Regions from separate parts of the Mus musculus genome. Here region 1 is linked to region 2. A link is a contact called in public promoter capture Hi-C data. All regions are on one chromosome and are shown on one strand. The core of a region is the stretch at or near the end of the contact, and the rest is flanking DNA. Distances in the headings are between cores, read along the strand shown.

What was found. Capture Hi-C pulls out chosen DNA fragments and counts their contacts.
Region 1: a contact with region 2 is called in a promoter capture Hi-C map of pancreatic islet. The contact joins the promoter of Trpm4 here to the promoter of Med25 in region 2. A contact is called at or near these places in 2 of 39 promoter capture datasets (hippocampal neurons and liver), 2 of 115 datasets of contacts at active chromatin or transcription factors (pancreatic cancer cells and regulatory T cell precursor) and 1 of 9 other capture datasets (pancreatic islet).

The regions. Positions count from the first base shown.
Region 1 is chr7:45,331,978-45,336,574 of GRCm38.p6, forward strand. Trpm4 (transient receptor potential cation channel, subfamily M, member 4) reads right to left here and starts at 1,803. Exons shown (of 25, transcript NM_175130.4): 1 at 1,710-1,803; 2 at 1,405-1,475. The coding sequence starts at 1,733. It overlaps Hrc (histidine rich calcium binding protein), which reads left to right and starts at 3,292. Exons shown (of 6, transcript NM_010473.2): 1 at 3,292-4,597. The coding sequence starts at 3,450.
Region 2 is chr7:44,889,829-44,894,279 of GRCm38.p6, forward strand. It overlaps Med25 (mediator complex subunit 25), which reads right to left and starts at 2,596. Exons shown (of 18, transcript NM_001331207.1): 1 at 2,403-2,596; 2 at 2,271-2,316; 3 at 1,955-2,079. The coding sequence starts at 2,536.

The DNA of each region.
Region 1 (4,597 bases), core at 553-3,052, 440 kb after region 2:
TTTTCCTCACCTGCCTCCATGGATTCAATCTCCACCTATAGCTGGGACCTCAGACCCCAGTATGAATCTCACTCTTCTGCTAAGTACCAGCAGGGTCCCAATCCTCCCCTGCCCGTCTCCAAGGCCCATCATGTACACAGAAGGACCGGCACTCAGCATCCCCTTCCAAACCTGCTTCTTCTCCTGGGCTCATCATCTTGGTGATGGTCCCAATCTCTTCTCACCTTTCTGAATTCCTACCCGCCCTCACGCAGCCCCAGGAAACCACACTCGGGATGGCCTCTGAGAGCCCATGAGGTCTACCACCAACCTTCCCACTCACAACACTCTTGACAGCCTGAACTCTGCTCTACTTTCAAGCCACGCTGGGCTGTCCTTAGGGAGGACTTCGACCGAGCACTTCCAAGGCCCAGAGCCACCTTCAAAGCACCACACTGCACCATCTTTCCAATGACACCTGTAGCCCACCAGCTCCCATCTTGTCCCACTGACTTTAGTCACGCTGTCTGTGACCCTCTGCCAGACCCACCAGTAAACCAGTATCTCTGTTTATTTATACAACATTTTCCTGTCCCACACTGGTGGGACAACAGGCTCCTGATAAAGTCACACTAAGGAAATCAGGTGTCACTGCCCCAAGGCCAAAAGTCTACCCTGAGAACTGAGTTAAAGCTGGACCCCGCTAGGGAGACTAAGCATGCAGCCAAGAAGCCTATAGGGCTTGCTCCTGTCCCCTGCCACCTACAGCACAGCACAGCTTGCAGTGGCAATTGCCCTCTTCTTCTCATGGGAGTTGCAGATATTCCCGGATGTTTATTAGATGTTATTAGGTGATGGGCAGAGTTCCAGAAATGTCCCAGAGTGACCTTGTTTAGTTTGCACAGCGGCCCCAGAAGGGAGGAGCTGTTCTGTGCCCAGGTGACAAGCGCAGCCCTAGAAGGGAATTACTATCCCAAAGCTGCAGAGCTATGTAAGGCTGGCAGGGCTGTGTGGCTATGCTCGCTGAGCCGGGATGACACAGAAAGCCGAAGCAGAGACAAATGACACAAAGAGACAGAGACACAAAGACACAGAATGGATCCCCACCTAGAGGGGAATGAAGAATTCGGGGCGTGCCCTAAGCAGGGTGGCCCAAAACAAGGGCAGGGGGAGGGGTCTGTCTCAAGTGAAGGCGGGAAGGTCCTTAGTGGGCGGGGTCTGAGTGTGTTGAGCTGAGACTTCTGTGGTGGGTGGGGTGTGTCTGTGCACCAAGACCTCCTGCGGTAGGCAGTGAAGGTCAGTCTGTGGTGGGCACCCTTGTCTGCGTTGAGTGGGGCGAGTCCAGTCTATGGGGGCGGAGCCTGTCTGCAGTGGGGCAGGGCCCGCGAACCTACGCTGCCAGGTCAGCAGCCCCGAACTGCTCACCCCGCATCATCGGAGAGGTCCACTATGAACGTCGTGCACACCTTCTTCCTGAAGATCTTAGGGATCCAGCTCTGAGAACCGGAACAAGAAGGGCAGGGCAGGGAGTCGAGTCAGACCCACAGGATTCGAAGACAACCCCGCGCGCCCACGGGACACACTGGGAACTCCTCCCTCGGGCTCAGCCAGGAACCCACGCAGCTCGGTCTGGGAACTCCTGGTCCAGCCACTGCAGCATCTGACCCGGATCCCCGGAGCTGGCTCCGCCTCTGGACCCCACTCACTCCCAGCCCCACGCTGTGCGATACCTGCTCCTTCTCCGGCCCCACCATGCTGCTGCCGCAGCCCCTGAGGCTCCGTGTATTTCCTCCAGCCGCCGACCCGCCCGACCAAACCGGATCCGCAACTTCGCAGCCCAGCCCGGGGCGGGGAGTCCCGGGACACGTCACGGGAGGCGGGGAGAGGGCGGCTGCGGAGGAGGGACAAACTCTGCTGCCAAACCAGTGATGGGGTCGGTTTGGGGGACAAGAAAGACCGAGAGTTGGAAGGCAGAGCAAGCGGAGGAACGAAGGAAGCAGAGTGGGGCACACGATAGATGTCAGCCATGGGACAAACATAGATTCGGAGAGACAGAGACTGAGAGAAAGACCCAGAGAGAGAGAGACAGAAACTAAGAGAGGGACCCAGAGAAAGAAAAGGGGGCAGAGACCCAGAGAGAGAGAGAGAGAGAGAGAGAGAGAGAGAGAGAGAGAGAGAGAGAGAGAGAATATGAAGACAGCAATACAGAAAAAGAATGAGATATCCAGAGATAGTTAGAGACAGATAGAAATACAAAGTGATAGAGCAACAGAGTCCCAGATTCAGAGAGGAGAGACAGAGAGAACAGAGACACAGAGAGAACTAGAGAGAGAGACACACACACAGAGACAGAGATACAGGGAGAAAGAGAGAGACAGAGAGAGAGAAAACACACACACACAGAGGAGAGACAGAGACAAACACAGACACACACACAGAGACAGACAGACACACAGAGAGACAGGCACACACACACAGAGACAGACAGACACACACAGAGAAACAGACAGACAGACACACACACACAGAAAGAGAGAGAGAGAAGAATCAAAGAGAAGGATCAGGGAAGACACAGTAGGAGAGGAGAGGTTAGAATCCTGAGAAGAAACACGGAAGCTCAGAACAGTGACTATAATGGGGGGGGGGGGGTTGACTCATAAAGGACAAAAACTCAAAGACGGTGGATATACTGACAAGTGTGGGGTGGGTGACACTGACCAGCAGAGAAGGCAGTGACACCTGTTTGCAGCCAAGTCCCTTTGGTGGGGACAGCTGAGGCCTAGTAACCTGAGCCCCCAGCACCTCCCCCCTGTTGTATTTATAGCACTGGTCTGGTCCCCTGTCCCCAGATCTGAGTTCCAGTGAGAGGAGGTCATGGGGTGTTGGGCACAGTATTCCTTCACTGTCTTCCACAGCTTCTGCAGGACACCACTGTCACACCGAATGTCCCATTCTGCCTGCACGCTTCCCAGTGTTTACCTTGCAGGGGGCCCTCTGCTCCTGCATCCTCCTCTCCCAGAGCCCCAGGCTTTCCCAGCAAGACACTCTAAACGTTCAGCCTTTGTGCTAAAAATGCCAAACTTGAGCTTGTCACGTCCCTGCCTCCCCCCCCCCGCCCCCGCCATGAAGACCCCTCCACCACCCAGTCCTGAGCCAGAGGAACAGGAGGGGAGGGGCAGGCAGGGAGTGACCAGAATAACTTAGGCTCTGGATAAATTTAGCAGCAAGAAGGGGAGGGGACAGACCCCATTGGTCCAGCAGTGGGAAGGGAGGTCCTGGAACCAGGGTCACAGCTGCAAAGGGGACATCCTCAGAGGGTCATCCAAGACCTGAGGAAGATAGAGAGGCAGAGAGTGGGAGCTATACCACGACAAAAGGGACAATCTGAAAGTCAAAGCCAAAAAGGCACAAGGACCCATCAGAGGCAGCTGAAGCCAGCCTGGTCAGACGCTCAGCTGCTAAACGTCCCCATGGGCTTCCAGGGGCCATGGTTGCACACTTGTCTCCTTTGGGCCACAGTGGCCATCCTGCTGGTCCCTCCAGTGGTGACCCAGGAGTTGAGAGGGGCCGGTCTGGGCCTGGGCAACTGGAACAACAATGCAGGCATCCCTGGGTCCTCAGAGGACCTATCAACTGAGTTTGGTCACCACATCCACCGGGGATATCAAGGTGAGAAGGACAGAGGCCACAGAGAAGAGGGTGAAGACTTCTCCAGGGAATATGGCCACAGGGTCCAAGACCACAGGTACCCTGGCCGCGAGGTTGGAGAGGAGAATGTCTCTGAAGAGGTCTTCAGAGGGCATGTTAGACAGCTCCACGGGCACCGGGAACATGACAATGAAGATTTAGGAGACTCGGCAGAGAACCACCTCCCCAGACAGAGGAGCCACAGCCACGAAGATGAGGATGGCATTGTCTCCAGTGAGTATCACCGTCACGTCCCCAGGCATGCCCACCATGGCCACGGAGAGGAAGATGATGACGATGATGGAGGAGAGGAGGAGGAGAGGGTGGATGTGATGGAGGACTCTGATGATAATGAACACCAGGTCCATGGTCACCAGAGCCACTCAAAGGAGAGAGATGAACTCCATCATGCCCACAGCCACAGGCACCAAGGCCACAGTGATGATGACGATGACGATGGTGTCTCTACTGAGCATGGACACCAAGCTCACAGATATCAGGATCATGAGGAGGAAGACGATGGGGACTCAGATGAAGACAGTCACACCCACAGAGTTCAAGGCCGAGAAGATGAAAATGATGATGAAGACGGTGACTCTGGTGAATACAGACACCATACCCAGGACCACCAAGGCCACAACGAAGAGCAAGATGACGATGATGATGATGATGATGATGATGAAGATAAAGAAGACTCCACTGAGCACCGGCACCAGACCCAAGGCCACAGGAAGGAAGAAGATGAGGATGAGTCAGATGAAGATGATCATCATGTCTCCAGGCATGGACGCCAAGGCTATGAAGAAGAAGAAGATGATGATGATGATGATGGAGATGATGACTCTACTGAGCATGTGCATCAAGCCCACAGACACAGAGACCATGAGCACAAAGATGATGAGGATGACTCAGAAGAAGACTACCATCATGT
Region 2 (4,451 bases), core at 1,346-3,845:
CAAACCTAACATGGGTGAGGCTGAGGCAGGAGGATGGAAAGGACTGTGTGGTGTTTAAACCAGACTAAGGGCCTAGAAATGAATCAGTGTTCAGAGCACTGGCTGCTCTTCCAGGGGATCCAGGCTGCAGTCCCAACACCTCCATGGCACTGTGTAACTCCAATTCCAGAGGATCTGATGGCCTCTTTTGGTCTCAAAGAGCACCAGGCACAAGTGTTGCATATACAGAACCTCGTACACATTAAATTAAAAAAAAAAAAAATCTGTTTTAAAAACGTGAGTGCAAGCCGGGCGTGGTAGCGCACGCCTTTAATCCCAGCACTCAGGAGGCAGAGGCAGGTGGATCTCTGAGTTCGAGGCCAGCCTGGTCTACAAAGTGAGTTCCAGGACAACCAGGGCTATACAGAGAAACCCTGTCTCGAAAAACCAAAAAAAAAAAAAAAAAAAAAACCGTGAGTGCAAAGTGTCAACAATGTCAAGGATGGGAAGGCTGGCTTTACATTAACTCTAATCCTAACAACTTCCGGGAGGGGGTGGGGCAGTGCACAGGTCAGCTTTCCATGCCACCTACCATGTCACACACACACACACACACACACACACACACACCTGGAACACAGCAGACAAGCAGACATTCAACACACACCTGCTTCATCAAAACAGGATCTAGATCAGCACCGCTATATGAACCTTGACCACAACACACCTGTGGAATCCACATGGCGAGGTTAGCCCCAGCGCCCCTTCAACCCTTCCAATGCCCACCAGTCTACACTGTTATTCATTTGCAAACCAAGACCAGGAACAGGGCAAGCAGTAACTTTGGGCACTCACGCACTGCTTACTGTGTGCTGGGCGGCAGCACCCTACATGGCTCTGGTGGTCTGTCCCCAGGGATCCCACTGGTCACCCATTCTTATCTGGACCAGGATAGACTCACCTACCAAACAAGTGGTGACAAAAGTGATGGACTGTCACTTGGTCATCAAAAAAGCCTGGTGGCTTCCTCTTTGCCCCCTGGATTCACTCATTCACTCTGAGCAGAGCCAGCTGCCAATCTGGGCATCACTCTGCTATATGCCAGGGCATGATGGCAAAGAGCCAGCAAGGAACTAAGGCTCTGTCCACAGCCGCAGAACAGCCATCATAGCCATCACGGCCTCATGGCCGTGGCTCTTTCAGGCATGCCAGAGAGTGGATGAACACAGCCCTGTGAGACCTGACCAAACACACACGGCCTGGCTTATCCTCCTGAGTTCCTGACATACAGATGGCTTCATGAGGAGCAACTGTGCATTCTGAAATCCTTAAAAGTGGGGTGGGAGTGGGGAAACGTTATACAGCAACAGACAGTCAAGAGCACTGAGAACAAATACGAAACGAGCAGCACAAAGGACCCTGGGACCCGACAGTCAAAGAGTTATCTGGGAAGAAGCCATGACTCTAGGCTGCCTGGCTCTACAAGCTGGTCATGGTGGCAGGTGTCTGTAATCCCAGCAACCAGAAAGTAGAAGCAGTCAGATCAGCAATTCAAGGCTACACTGTGCCAGGTGTGGTGGCCCATGCCTCTGATCCCAGCACTTGGGAGGCAGAGGCAGGTGGATTTCTGAGTTCGAGGCCAGCCTGGTCTACAGAGTGAGTTCCAGGACAGCCAGGGCTACACAGAGAAACCCTGTCTCGAAAAAAAACAAAAAAAAACAAAAAAGGCTACACTGTAAACTGTGACCCAACCACGTAAGGAGCTCTCAGGGCCCAGACCCATCCTGCAGACTCCTCTGGAGTAGACAGACAAGAGGAAGAAAGAAGAAGCTGACGGTAACTGGACACTCAGACAGGGACTGTGGTGACCCACACTGAGTTCTGCTGAGTGCGGGGCACTATTCAATCACAGGCCACCCTGCCCACAGTCTTTCTTGGGGGTACCCATCCTGCCCCAAATGGAGGCAAAGCTCACTTGATGCCATCGAGCCAGGTGACAAACTCATAGGCACTGCTGGTAGGTGCGTGACATTGTACATAGGACTCTGGAGCGCAGTCCACGGTGTTGAACACCACAAGGCTGTACTGGGTTCCACCATACTGGGAAGAAAGGACAGAACAACTTTACAACTGAGATCTTTGGCAAGGAACAGGCCATCCCAACTTCAGATCATTTTAGAAATAAGCTGTGAGCCCTTCTTCTCTCAAACCCAAGACTAAGGACCCCATCTTTCCTCCCTCAGACACAGGGGTCTACCGGCTTCCATCCCGTGACTCGGCCGCGCACTCACGTCTCCCCCAAAGTCCGTCTCTGCAGGGGGTCCCCCGTTGAAGTACCTGCAAAGACGGAGGAAAGGCGGGGTCGGCACGAGCTTTAGGTTAGCTAGGGCGGCGGGAGGCGACGAGAGGTCTCGCTCACTCACTCTATGGCAGGCAGCAGGTAGTGCTTGCGGAGCTCCTCGAAGTACGGCCCCAGGTTTGCTGTCCCCTCGATCACAAACACCACATCGGCGACCAGGCCCCCGGCCCGCGCCGGGCCTTCGGATCCGGGGACCATGCCCCGCGCCGCCGACGCCAGCGCCGCTGACGCCGTCGCCGTCCCGGGACGAACAGAAGTGCGCTTGCGCGGTGTGCGCAGCCCCGCCGGACGTCTGGCAGCTTCTGCTGATGCTGATACGGCCATGTTTGTGCGGGGCATTTTGCGAGCCGTGGTTTTATCTCTACCCTGGGGCATACCAACAACACGAAACTCTCAGAATGGGCACAACGAGCCCCTTTAAGGGCCTCTTGAAATCGAGCAAACTTTTGCGCACAACATCAAGCACGAAATAAATCGAAAAACGGCACATCCGGTCACCATCTTGGAGTCGAAATCTAGTTTCCGACTCCGGGCTAAAGGGAGGGTCGGGAATCCGGTTGCTAGGCAACGCGTACCCATCCGTTGTGGTCTCACACAGAGATTAAGTTAATAAATTCTGTTCTTTCTGACCGGGAACCGATGAAAGAGAGCGGTCCAATCACATCATTGGAAACGACGTTGCTAGGCAACACTGTAAAGTTGCCCGGGACTTGGAAGCGAAGCAGTTGTTTTTGCTGGGAAAGAAGGGAATTCCAATTTAAGTGGAGGTTGCTAGGCAACACCTAATCTCTGTTTTCTGGGAAAGAAGCCAGAAACAGAATCAAAGAAAATACATTCCTTATTAAAAAAGAAAAAAAGAAAAGAGAAAGAAAGAAAAGAAAAAAAGAAAAGAAAAAAAAGAAAGAAGAAAATAATAATACTATATATATATAAACAGTGCAATAGTAATGTCTGGTATAGTCGAGAAAACTGAGTCTCAGCATTGTAGCTAACAGCATAAGCCGAAGTGAATATAAAATGACCTGGAAACTTATGTGTGGACAGAAATTTACTAAATAAAGCGTACTAATGTAGAAAGATACAAAGCCGCGATGGCGCACGCCTTAAATTCCAGTGCAGAGCAGATGCAAGTGGGACTGAGTTGCAGTATCAGTCTACAGAGTGAGTTCCAGGACAGACAGGGCTGCACAGAGAAACCCTGTCTCGAAAAACAAAATAAGAAAAAAAGAAAAAGAAAGAAAAAAAGACAAGCGATTTTTCAAAACGTAGGTGGCAGGCATCCAAACTTGGCTCACTTGCTTGCATTTGCAAGCAGGTTAGCAACTGAGACATTGCCCCAGACCTTGGTTTTTGGTATCTCTTCCCCACCCTCCACTCCCAAGGCAGGCTTTCTCTGTGTTAGCCTTGGCTGTCCTGGAACTTGCTCTGTAAATTTGTGGAGCCTCCCAGAACTCAGAGATCTGCCTGCCCCTACCTCTGGAGTGCTGGGATTAATGGCACACGCCACCCAACCATTGGCGTGAACAAGCTTTTTTAACCCCAATGCTAACCCCAAAACTACAATTTTCCACGTTGAATTTTGTTTTGTTTTGTTTTCAGACAAAGTTTTTCTGTGTAACCCTAGCTGTCCTGAAGCTCACTGTAAAACAGGTTGGCTGTGAACTCAAAAAATGTTCTTGTCTCTGTCGGCCAAGTGCTGGAACTAAAAGCATGCATAGAATTTTTAAGGTTTCATTTATCTGTCTATCTATCTGTTTATTTGTGGATTTGGCAGGAGATATCAGAGTAGGCCAGGCTGGCCTTAAGGGACTGTGCAACCATGCACACATTTTAAAATTATTCTACGAATCTGTTTTTTCCATATACAGAGTACATTTGTTAATTATTCTGTAGGAACTACAGGAAATAAAATCCAGAATAAAAACAACATCCAAAAAAGTTACTTTAAAATATTGTTTCATAGGATCTAGAGAGATAGCAGCTAAGAGAACTGGCTGTTCTTTCAGCGGACTGCTATTCAAGTCCTAGCAACCACAAGGCAGTTCAACTCCAGTTCCAGGGTATCCAACACCCTCATATAGACACCCATTAAAGCAAGACATCAATGCACATG